Regions from separate parts of the Mus musculus genome. Here region 1 is linked to region 2. A link is a contact called in public promoter capture Hi-C data. All regions are on one chromosome and are shown on one strand. The core of a region is the stretch at or near the end of the contact, and the rest is flanking DNA. Distances in the headings are between cores, read along the strand shown.

Evidence for each region. Promoter capture Hi-C pulls out the DNA fragments that hold promoters and counts their contacts.
Region 1: a promoter capture Hi-C map of hippocampal neurons shows a contact between it and region 2, with 3 times the contacts expected there. The contact joins the enhancer-like site here to the promoter of Exoc3l4 in region 2. A contact is called at or near these places in 11 of 39 promoter capture datasets (the 3T3-L1 cell line, the HPC-7 cell line, HPC-7-derived erythroid cells and 6 more), 9 of 484 Hi-C or Micro-C datasets (B cells, the G1E-ER4 cell line, cardiomyocytes and 4 more), 3 of 115 datasets of contacts at active chromatin or transcription factors (astrocytes, bone marrow-derived macrophages and pancreatic cancer cells) and 1 of 9 other capture datasets (embryonic stem cells).

What each region holds. Positions count from the first base shown.
Region 1 is chr12:110,931,716-110,937,676 of GRCm38.p6, reverse strand. It overlaps Tecpr2 (tectonin beta-propeller repeat containing 2), which reads right to left. Exons shown (of 20, transcript NM_001289510.1): 8 at 5,945-5,961; 9 at 4,045-5,060; 10 at 1,218-1,401. Among named protein-coding and RNA genes, the nearest start is that of Ankrd9, 44 kb to the left of the region's middle. Within about 2 kb of position 4,671, at least 29 of the 459 cell types and tissues checked have an H3K27ac peak or open chromatin away from gene starts, as enhancers often do. A contact at or near this core is called in bone marrow-derived macrophages, cerebral cortex and hippocampal neurons, where this site is marked.
Region 2 is chr12:111,413,215-111,419,271 of GRCm38.p6, reverse strand. It overlaps Exoc3l4 (exocyst complex component 3-like 4), which reads right to left and starts at 1,842. Exons shown (of 14, transcript NM_001289487.1): 1 at 1,518-1,842; 2 at 408-512.

The DNA.
Region 1 (5,961 bases), core at 3,422-5,921, 480 kb after region 2:
GCTAAGGCATTAGGCCAGGAGAGGATACCAAAGAATGAATGCACTGAGCTACCGGAGGCCTCCGAGAAGTCATGTACAAGCTTCTCCCCTAGCCCTGCCCTGCAACACCACAGGGCCCGAGGCATCCAAAGATGTGTGGGTCTCAGCTGAGAAAGATGATCTCACAGAGACAGACAGACAGACAGCTCCAACCACAGCAGCCAAGGAATAGTTGGAAAAATAAAAAGTAATTAATACAATCAGCAGAGAATCAACACTTCTAAATGGCTAGAAGGATGGGCTTAAAAGTATGTGACAGAAACAGGAAAAAAATGAAGATATACAATTATACAACACCAGCTAATGGAGTGGGCTATTATCTCACCCAGTCTCCAGGGGAAAATAAGTGTCAAGCAAACTGAAAGAAAGTGAGCAAACAACTAATAAACTAATACTTTAACAAGAATGCCCTTTCTTTTGTTTCTCCTCCACGATGCCCACTGCTTCAAAAGAGATAAGCACATATCTAGCATTAGGAAAATGCGAATGAAGTATAGTGGGGTTATGCCTATAAGCCCAGCTCTTGGGAGGCTGAGGCAGGAGGACCCAGTCTGAGGCCAGCCAGAACTCCACAGTGAATTCAAGGTCAGCTTGTGCTATACAGCCATGTCTAAAACCAAAACAAACAGAAATAAAGAAAACCACAAGTACACGAGTCTCCATAGATGAGGGAGTTATCTCAGCCTAACAGACTGTATTCAAAATAAGTCTCCTGGGTTCACTAAAATGCGAAACAATGCACAAAAGTGTGAGGCCTTTGCGACTGCAGTCAGGGAACATCCAGCACACACCTACAGGCCTGGCCTGGCCTCACTACTTCAGTTGTTTTAGAGCAACACTGACAAACCGAAATATGTTATTTTTATGAGGATTTAATGTTCCAACATGGGGAGAAAATAAAAAAAAAACCTCAAAACTCAAATTATTTGTATAGCTTACAAAAATATGTTCCTTGTGTTATTTCTGTAATTAATAAAATAAAAAACCAAAAAAATCAAGCAAGTATGCCGAACACCCATCACCCTAACCAGTGTCAAAGGAAGCATTCATGATCTTTAACAGTACCCAGCTAAGCTGGCAGGAAGGTCAATCTGTTGACACTGCTGTTGCCAAAGGAGAGCTGCCCTAGGAGCTGGGAGCTGTGTTGGGGGTTGGGAAGTAGGAGCTGGGAGGCAAACCTGAGGGAGAGACTGCCATCTGCTGGACAGCATCTTCAAACCTCTGCCAGCGCAGCCCTGCACCAGGCAGGGGACTGCAGAACAGGCCACCTTTGTAGTCCAGGCACCAGAGAAACTTTTCCGAGACCGCCAAGCTGAGGATGCCATAGCCAGGAGCCGAGTAGCCCATCCAGCTCTCTGCAAACTAACAAGGACAGAGGCCAGTGAGTTCTGTGCAGGGGACACGGCTGCCTTCATCACACTGTTACCAACAAGGCAAGTAGGCAGGATACTGACGTCAAAGGATCCTTGAGAAGCCTTGCCTAACCCCGCTCTCCTTGGATCCAGTCCCAGAAACATTCTGGAATAGGAGTTCTGGTCCTTGTGGAAGATCCCATAGCATCCTTGGATAACACTTTCACACAGCATAATACCCTTCCTAAGTAATGCTCGAAGGTGTAACCAACCACTCGTCAAAACAAGACATTGTCACCTTGCAAGTCCACACTCAAGAACCATACAACCCCTCCCACAAAAAAGTCTGCAACAGAAAGCATAACATTTAAAGTAAGTTCATGATTTGACAATTGGGCTATGTTTATAGCTATCCTGGTGCACATGCCCTGCACAGAATACAGGCCATGAATGCTTAGGACTACATGACATCACATCAAGAGACCTTACTTTATACAAGGTCATCAACACATGTATGTAAATCATCTTTCTGTACACTTAACTTATGACAGATACCCTATGGGAACAGCATCACAACTATCTACACTACAGTCTTTCAAGCCCTGTGCTAACCTCTGGACTCCTGGCCTGCTGTATGGGAACAGCTGGGGAAGTGTGGATGAGATTCTGTCTCAATTCTGCACACTAAAGCTTTGTTGCTATTCTTTTCATTTGTATTACTTGTCTAATGTAACCATGTGTATGCACACACACACACGAGTGTGCCTTATACATAGCACATGTGTGGCAGGCAGAAGACTTGTGAGAGCTGGTTCTGTCCTTCCACCATATGGATCCTAGAGACGGCACTCAGGTCCTCAAGCTTGGTGTCAGCCCTAACCCACTGACCTGTCATGCTGGTCCCATGGTGCTAGGATTTGTTTAAAAGTCAAAGCTAAAAAAGGTTTACTTTAGACACACTTGTACAAATACCTGATATGGAAGCTAGTGTTATGAAAGAGAATGGTTTCTACCTTTTCTCCACCTGGCTTTGTTCACCATAGCAAACTTTTCACTTAGCCCTTGTCCTATAAAACAAACAAACAACCCAACATTTCTCAGCTTTTCTGCTATTTGGAGCAAGACCAGGTACAGCAAAGCTTGGTAGATAACTTCAGAGCTCCAGGATCCTTTTCCATGGGCGAGGGCTTTCTTAAGCTAAAGTTCTAAGATATACCAACAGATGTGATCTGCCAACTAACACTCTATATCAGGTGACCACACTGCTGTGGTTTCCCATAGCTCTTCCCATAGTGACAGCTAGCTGCCACTTGCAGTGAGCTCCCAGCATGGACACATACACTGTCAGTTAAGAGCACTTAGGAAGCAGTGCACTGAAAAGATGAACACAGGATGCAGAACAAGCCGCCAAGTTCTGTACATTCACTTCTAAGATAGAACACAGAGACGGGGAAGTCCTGGGCTACCCTGACTTCACTTGTAGCGTGATCCGGTGCATGCACTACTTTACCATTCTGAGGCTCAACTTCCTCCTCCATACAACGGGGCAACTAAACCTGGGTCCTATTTTGTTTGTTTTTTTTTTGTTTTTTGGGTTTTTTTTTTTTTACAGATTGATTTACTTATGAGTACACTGCCACTGTCCTCAGACACCCCAGAAGAGGGCATCGGATCCCATCACAGATGGCTGTGAGCACCATGTGGTTGCTGGGAATTGACCTCAGGAAGGACCCCTGGAAGACTAGTCAGTGCTCTGACCTAAGTGCTCTCACCTGCTGAGCCATCTCTCCAGCCCCCCTAGTTTGTTTTTACAGAAGTGATTTAAGTGTGTGAAGTGCTCAGCCCGGAGCTGCACATGGTGCAAGCTGGTAAGCGTCGTGCTCTCAGCTCTGATGATGCAGGAGTGGGCCTCACATCAGCTCCTAGGGAATGTGCTGGTACACGGCTAGCTCTGAAGCCAAACATATTTGCTATGCCAAAGAAAATCAGTACTTAAACATCATTTTTAGGGCTGGGCGTAGTGGCACGAGACTTTGATGCCAGCACTCAGAAGGCAGAGGCAGGTGGAATTCTGAATTCAAGGTCAGTGTGGTGCACAGAATGAGTTAGAAACCCTGTTTTTAAAAGTAATTTTAAATATAAAACTCCCAAGAACAATAAATTGCACTGGTCAAGAGGCCCCACAGCAGACTGGGGCTTCCCTCTGCAGTGTGTCCTGGGCTCTATGAGGACACTGCAGAAGCAGCATTTCTAGAGAGGTCCCCAGTTCACACTGATGTACCTACGAGTGAATGGACTATGGGGAAGGCAGGAACTATACATCACATACGTGCTCAGAGCAAACAGTCCTCTGCACAGTGGTGTTCCAATGACCTCAGGCTACCTTAAGGGCCCATACTGCTGTGGCCTTGAAAGATTACACTTTTGTTGGTAGGAGGTTAACTGAGCCGGATCAGAAGTAATATAGTTCAAATGATTCAGAGTGTCTGAATTGGAAATTCCCCCAAACCCAGACTTCAAAGCTGCGATTGTGCTGTACTACAATTTCCATAAGAAGGAAAATGGTTGAGTCTGCCATGCATGCTCTTTAAAGGAAAAGCAGCAGCTGCCATGGCCACCACACTAGTTATGTTTCCTGCATCAGCACACAGACCTGATCTGCCTTGAGCAGGGTGGTTTCCTCAGCACCTGGTTGGCTCAGGTCCTGCAGAGAGCGACCAGCTCCAAGCTCTGTGACACTTGTCTCTGAGGATGAAGATGGGAGTCCGTGGGCATAAATGTCTTCCTCATCACTGGATGTCACTGCCTGATCCTGGAAAGGTTGGTCCAGCCAATGTGCATGGGTGCTGGCCACTGAGGCAGAGGCAAGAGGAGTCACCTGTCCTTCCACATTTCCCATGTCACATTGAAAAGTGGGTGTTTCCTTCTGACCTGTGTTACTGTCAGTTAGTAAATGCCAAGGATTTGAGCTCAGGTGGCTAGGGACCGCCACATGGGTCAGGATGTCTGCTTCTGGGCTGGCCGTCTCGGTGGTGATGTCATACACTCCAATCCCAGGCAGCCACTGCTCAGCACCTGGGGGCCAGCTGAGGCTGGAAGGCAGCATACTTGAGTCCAGAAGAGGAGCTTCAGAAAACGTGCTCTGGGGGTCACTGAACTCCATGGTGTCTGCCTCCTGCTCCTCAGCAGAGCTGTTCTGTCCCCGCAGGCAGAACTCTGTATGTACTGCTGCATCAGCAGCAGGACCAGGCTGCTCATCAAGGCCTGAGATGATGTCAGCACCTCCCACATCCTCCTCTGGCTGCAAGGGTAAAGTCAGCACTCCACTGAGCAGGTCTGTGTCCTGTGTGTGGCTACACTGGGACGCTTCCTTCCCAGTGCAGTTTTCTTCATCCGTGGGGGTAGAGGCAGGGCCAGGGGCAGGGCCAGGCAGCTCTAGGACATGGAACGCTTCAGGACCACTGTTTTCCTGTGAGATTCCATTCACCTCACCCCCGAGGTTGCTCTCCTGCTCTGGAGATTCTGTGCTTAGCTGATCCATACTACTGCCCAGAGCACTTGAGGTCATGGACAAGAGGTCTGTGTTCAGGGACTGGGGGCTGTCGGCAGGGAGCTCGGAGCAGGGGGTTGACTCGAGGGAACTGGGGCAGGTGCTCTTGCTTCCACCTTCTGATTTAAAATGAGAACATTCACAGTAAGGCATGACTCTACACACACAACGAGAGTACTGAAAAAGCATTTGGCTCAAGAAAAAATTAATCTTTCTAGCTCCAGAATTTGGGAAGTAGAAACAGGAAGCTCATGAGTTTAGAGCCGGTCTGAGCTACACAGTAAGTTCCAGACTAGCCTCAGCCATTTGGTGAGACTCTGCTCTCACACCCCCATAAAAAGAAGAAGAAGAAAAAGAAAAAACCTGTTAAGTAAAAATGATCTTAGTACAACAATGTCCAGTGAAATGGACATTTCACTAGACACCGAATTTCATTAGTGCAATGCTCAGAAGTTGGAATAGGAATGACGCGTATGGATTAGAGGCCAACCTTTAAACTTGTCAAACGCACAAGGGCTCACTAATGCTCCTTTCAACACCGCAGCAGCCTTTAGCTGCAAAGCCTCAATAAGCCCCTAGGAGCGAAGTGCTTAAAACGTTCTGTGTCTGGGTAGTGGCACAGGGCTTCCATCCCAGCACTTTCGGGCCAGAGGTAGGAAGATCTCTGTGACTTCTGGGGCAGCCAGGGTTACACAGATATCTACCTCAAAAAAAGAAAAAAAAAATAGTTCTATGTTAAACCCCGTATCTGGTAACATGCCAACACAGAATGTAAGATGTCCAACAAATACAGCAGCAGGAACCCCTGCTTCAATGACTGTCCCACATGTCTGTAATGTCTCTGGTCTGATGAATGAAATACACAGTAAGCCAACATCTTATATTAAGTGCCCTTCAGTGACAAGCATCATCCCTTCCCAGCTGACGTGTACATCCCCAAAGGTTCTGGCCAGGCTACCCTAGGTGCCACACGAGTAAGTGTGCACTTGCCCGAGGACAGTACCTGTCTTTCTCTTCCTC
Region 2 (6,057 bases), core at 593-3,092:
ATGGCCTGGTCAGGTGTCATTCTGGTGCCCACTGGGATGATCTGGTGCCCACCGGGATGATCATGGACCCTATCCCCATGCCTTCCCTCTGTGGCCACAAGGCCCGTCCTGATCCTCCAGCGCCCATTTCCACTGCTGTCACTCCCTGACTGACTTGGCGTTAAGGCTGGAGATCCTGCAGATCCATGACAGTCTGGGCCCTGAGCTCACCTCTTTCCCGGTCAGTACCAACTGCAAGGCTAGGTACAGGGAAGTCAGCATGGCCCCTCCAGCTGTGGCCATGAGGTTAGGTCTAGATCTCCCCCACATCTGGCCTTGTTTCTACTTTTTTCTAGACCTTCCCTCTTGCACCAACTCCCACTCTCTGTTTCTCTCTGGGACGAACGACATCCTTCCTCCCCACCTACCGTAGGACCAGGCTATCCCCTGTCCTTCAAAGCCCCAGGGGCAACCACTGCCAGCAGGTTGTGGCGTCCGTGCCTTGAAACCTTCCCTGCAAGCTGAGTCCTTTCCTGAAAATATGGAACAGGGCAAGAAAATATGGTTTCAATCCGCCTCAGTGCTCGCCTTCGAGATCTAGTGAAATCAACAAGCTAGGAAAATCAGTAAGAGCTGCAAATGTCAGAAGCAAGCAGTTCCGAAAAATCCTAAGCGCGGTTATTATGGGAATAACAAGAGTTTAGTAAATTCCATGTGTTGATTTTGCAAACACGATCAGTAGCTGTTCTATGTGCCAGCCAGGCCTATTTTAAAAAAGACACAGGCTCCCTTCACAGTTGCCAAAATAAAAACATCCCTGGTAGCCACCCCCCACTGAAGGACAGACTTTCACTGAAGGACAGACTTCTTAAGTAGGCACACAAGGCTTTTCCTCGGGTTTGTCTTGCTTTTCTCTGTTGCCCCTCTGCGTCCCAGGACTCATTCCCTGTCCAAGCCTTTCTGGGAGTTGCCCCTCATCTTCCAGCTGCTGAGAGCTTCCTTGGGGCTCTTCCTCTGAGAAGCTCACCCTTTTCTGGGTCTAGCTCCAGCCCTAGATAGTAGTTATATGATCTGAGATCTTTCTGCCACTTGGCCAGGAGCCTCCAGGGAGCAAGGAATGAGCCTGGCTCAGACCCATGATGGGGCCAATAAATAAATGTCAGGTACCCAAGGAATGGTGTGGCCCTGCCATGATTGTGAACCTGTGGTACCTCTTTCAGATCTTCGTGCTAGCTAGCTCCAGTGCCTCGCCGTGTGTGTGATTGTCTTGTAATATGTGTGTGCGTCTTCCGTGTCTGTGTCTGTAGGCCTCATGGATGTCTCTGCTCTCTGCAAGTGTGTGTGGCTGTTTATGTGTTCGGATGTGCGTATATCTCCTGTGGCTGAGTTGGTATTCTAGTTCAGCCGTCCTGGGCTTGGAGCCCAGACCCTTGACAACAAAGCCAACTAACACAGCCAGAGTAGTCTCAGCCTCTTGGGTCCCCACCCACGGCCCCAAACACCCTCACATCCTCCTGCCCCACCTGGCTGGGTCTTACCTGATAGGCACGCAGACAACTGCACCCAGGCAGCAGAGGTCCTAAGCAAGCCAGCCAAGCAGGATCCTGAGACCAGGTCCAGGAGAGAGATGGCTGCCAGCACAGCCCAACTGGTGGACCAACAGCTGGGACTTCCCAGCCACAGGACCGCCCTGACCCACTCTCTACTCGGACCCCATACTTTCGCTTTCAGAAAAGTTCCACCCCTTTCATTCCAGAGACAACCACTCTAACCTTTGATCAGCCACAGTCCCGGAGCTTGCCTGAGCCTGATCGGAGCTTGACAGGGAGAGACTGGGGAGGGGAGGCTAGGGAGGGCCCTAAGGGAAGCTGGGGAGGTGGAGATTAGTGGAGGAGAGGTTAGGGAGGTGGGGCTAGGGGAGGAGGATGCAGCAGCGGGGGCTGGGGACCACCGAGGATTGTCAGATCCTGACCACTGCCAGAGGTAAGATAAATGGGAGGTTTTTACCCCCTAGTGCTCAAGCCCAGAAAGTCTCCTCTCTCCAGCCAAGGGCTGCAGCTCCAGGCCAGTCTAGGACGTTCACTCCAGTGCCCCCTATGCTTGCCCGAGCTGAGAAGCAGAGAGCAGAGACCTGTTAGGGAAGTTTTCTGTAATGCCTGGGGCACCAGGTGTGAGCCATACACTGCTCCGGAGTGCTGGTGGGAGAGGACCGAGGGACCGCAGGGGCTCACACTCAGGAATGACAGGCAGCCTTCTAGGCAGAAGCAGCGCAGCATGAACAGCGTGGAGGAGGGGCTGTTGTGAATGGCTTCGGAACTCAGGCCTTCTGCTTTCACAAAGACTCAGACAGGAAGCTTTTCTCGGAGAGGGCCATGGAGATTTCAGAAGAGGCACGTCCCCTGATTTCAGGGGGATTCCACAGTCAGCGTCTTAAGAAAAAAAACTTGGAGGAAATCCAAGGACACATTCATGACTGACCTGCTCTGTACCTGGGTACAGTATGGATGCTCTGGTTACAGTACTCAGTACTGAGTACTCAGTACTGGGCTGTGAGAACACAGCGCCACACAGGCTATACTCTCCCGGTTTGGGGGACCTGAGGGCTAAGGTCTTGACTCTTCTGAGGCTACCTCTTTTTTCCTCTTCCTCCTCCTTTCCTTCGTCTTCCTCCTCCTCCCCCTCTTCTACTTCTTCTGGAGACAGGGTCCCACTATGTATTCTTCTATGTCCTGTGGCTCACTATGTAGACCAGGCTGGCTCTGTAAGCACAGAAATTGGATTAAAGGCATGTGCCATCGTGCCTGGTGCTCTCTCTCTTTATGTGTTCTTTCCTCTGTATGTGTCTGTCCAGTTTTCTCTTCTTTATAGCATGTGGAGTGTGGTGGTTTGTATGTGCTCCATCCAGGGAGTGGGACTATTTGGAAGTGTGGCCCTGTTGGAGTAGGTGTGTCACTGTGGGTGTGGACTTTAAGACCATCATCCTAGCTGCCTGGAAGTCAGTGTTCTGCTAGCAGCCTTCAGATGAAGATGTAGAACTCTCAGCTCCTCCTGCACCATGCCTGCCTGGATGCTGCCATGTTCCTATCTTGATGATAATGGACTGAATCTCTGAACCTGTAAGCCAGCCCCAATGAAATGTTGTCCTTATAAGAGTTGCCTTGGTCATGGTATCTGCTCACAGCGATAGAACCCTAACTAAGATAGCACACTAGGTAAGCTCTCTGAGGCAAGATAGATAGAAGGGTGGGCAAAGCGTGGGAACATGAGAATAAAAGGAGCCCCCCTAGTTGCAGTACCTCAGCAGCAGGCAAGGATCCTGTGTGATCAACGCCTGCAGAAGGCCTTTCTCCCCCGCCAGCTATAAATCTTTGATTTTTCTAGGAATTTCCTCCACAAAACCCCTCACGTATAGAGAAGACATGTACTAAACTCCTTGAGAAAGATCATCAAATTGTTATTGCATACAAGACATCTCCATCACCACTACCACTCATTTATCAGAAGAATGGGAAATGGAGAAAAATAATGCTTTCTTGGTAACCTCAGAGATACAACTTGAGAGTCACCAAGACCAGGGATCTATGGCTAAGGTTAGGGCAGCTTAGTCCCCTGCTGAGCCCCCCTGAGCCGGCTGACTCCTCCCGTGGGCATGTCTTACTTTCTGCTATTCTCCCAACATGTCCTCCATTAAGTCTTACTCTTTCCCCTAACGTCACGTGTAATCCTATGTTAAAGTTTTATTAAAGATCTTTAATAAAAATCTCCAACTCTACTTCAGACTGGCTAGTCCTAAAATTCTTTTCTTCACTAAAGACATAAGTCTCCATTTAGCATAAATTGGGTCTGTAAAAGACGAAGAGGGTCTTAAGGCTGGCGAAGGTGACAGCGCAGTGCTGTGTCTCTGCATCCTCTTCTGGGAGACAACATAACAGCTTAACTATATACCCAGCCTCCCAGTTGACCTGACTTTAACTGATTGTCTTTTTAAAGACCCTATCTCCATATAAGGTCATGTTCTCAGGTTCTGGAGCTAAGGGTTCAACATATAAATAATGGATTTGATGATACAAGGCATATTACATCACCCCATGCTATTTGGAGACAGGCCAAGTCAGACAGAAGCCATCAGAACCACCTCCAGGATGCCCTCCAGTTAATTACTTTTCAGTAATTATAGCTCCCTAGGTGGAACTACCAATCCAAGCCCAAGAGGTACCCGGCTGGACCTTTCCCCTCGGCTCAGCCTGACCTGCCTATTGGCTCCCTTTAAGGAGGCTGCCCTGGGCTCAGGGACCTACCCACCACCACACAGTCGACTGGAGATACCAAGACTGTCTCCAACTCAAATGTAAGTCCTGGGATCTCCAAGTTCAAATTGCTTGAAGTCTAGCCTCATAAGTCCAAGCAGGAAGACTTTGATCTCTTTCTGACTGCTGTGTCTATGCTGCCTCAGAAATCTAATACCCAGGACCAGGAGGATTGTTCTAGGCCTCTCCCAAAGTCTCACCAAACCCCGGACTGAGCATGCCCATGAGGCTGTGATATGTTCTTCTTTGATTTTGTTGCTGGTTGGTATTTTTGTGTTCTTAAACATTCTTTTCATCAAAGTAGAATTTTAAATTATATATATGTGTGTAATATATAATTTAAAATTATATATAATAATATATAATATAATAAAATAACACTAAATATATATTTAATTTATTAAATGTGTTTATTTTATTTTATGTGTTTTGCCTGCAAATATGCGTGTGCACCATATACATGTATGGTGCCTGCAGGGGTCAGAGGGGGACAGATTCCCTGGGACCGGAGTTAGGGATGGTTGTGAATCATCAGGTGGGAACCGAACCCAGGTCCTCTGCAAGAGCAGCAGGTGCTCTTAACCACTGGGCCACCTCTCCAGCCTTAATCTATTTTTTTATGTGCATGGGTGATTTGCCTACATGTATGTCTGTGCTTTCCGAGTGTCATGTCCTCTGGTCACCATGAGAGTGCTGGGACCCAGGCTTAGTCCTCTGGAAGAGCGGATGGTGCTCTTAACTGCTGAGCCAACTCTTCAACTCCAAGTCGGCTGGCCTTGAACTTGCTACATACTTGAGGATGACCTTGAATTCCATTCCTGCTTTCATCTCCCAAGTGTTGGGGTTGCAGTAAGTGCCATTACACCCAGCCAGCAACTTGTTCGATTTTTCCATGTTGCCTTCCCCTGGCTTTTTCAGTAAAATCCCAGCGGAAAAGTCCCAGCATAGTCTAAGAGAAGCCCAGGCGCCAGGGCAGTCAAATTGAGATCAGCTGAGGGCCGTGCAGGGGCCAGCTAAGAGGAGAGGCATAGCTAGAACACCATAGACACCGAGAACGTCAACCCCAGCTCCCCACGACCTTGGGAGAGGCATCTTTGTCTCTAAGCCTTATTTACTCTTAAGTAAACAGGATTGTTACTGGGATGATGTGAGTTCACCTCACCTGAGGACCTGGCTTCTAGGTAGGCAAGAGCAGAAGGACCCTCCACAGATGTTTACCTGTCTAGGGGTCAATTTTGCCCAGAATGCTAAGGGGCCCAGATTGGAATCCATTCTAAGACTGGGGAGGCGGAGTTTACCCTGTGTCCCTGGCGGCTGCGGGGGTCTGGCGGGAGCGGGGTTGTGGGGCCCGAGGTGTGTGTGGATTGTGCCCTACTCTCTCTGAGGCCAATTTGCAGCCTGCTGGTGGACCTAAACGCACCAGACGGTGGCGTCTGCTGTTTTTAAGCACTGACCCCGGCGGACGCTAGGGGGAGCCGCAGGCAGATTTCAGGTCTCCTGTGTGCTAAGGAGAGGCTGGGCTAGGCTGGACTGCTGAGTGGGTGTGGCGTCCGCTCTGGCCTCACCCGGGCTCTCTCCCACTGCTTAGGGAGAAGTGGGCAGAGGTCCGACCCTCTACGCCCCCTCTAGCTCTCGGACCTCCGGAATGGGTTATCACTACACTGGGGCTACCCTGGTAAACCACGGAGAAAGCCTGGGCTTGGGTCCCAGGAGACACCCCCGCCCCTCTCCAAGGGCCCTGGACTTGCCTTCTGTGGGACCCTGTTTAATT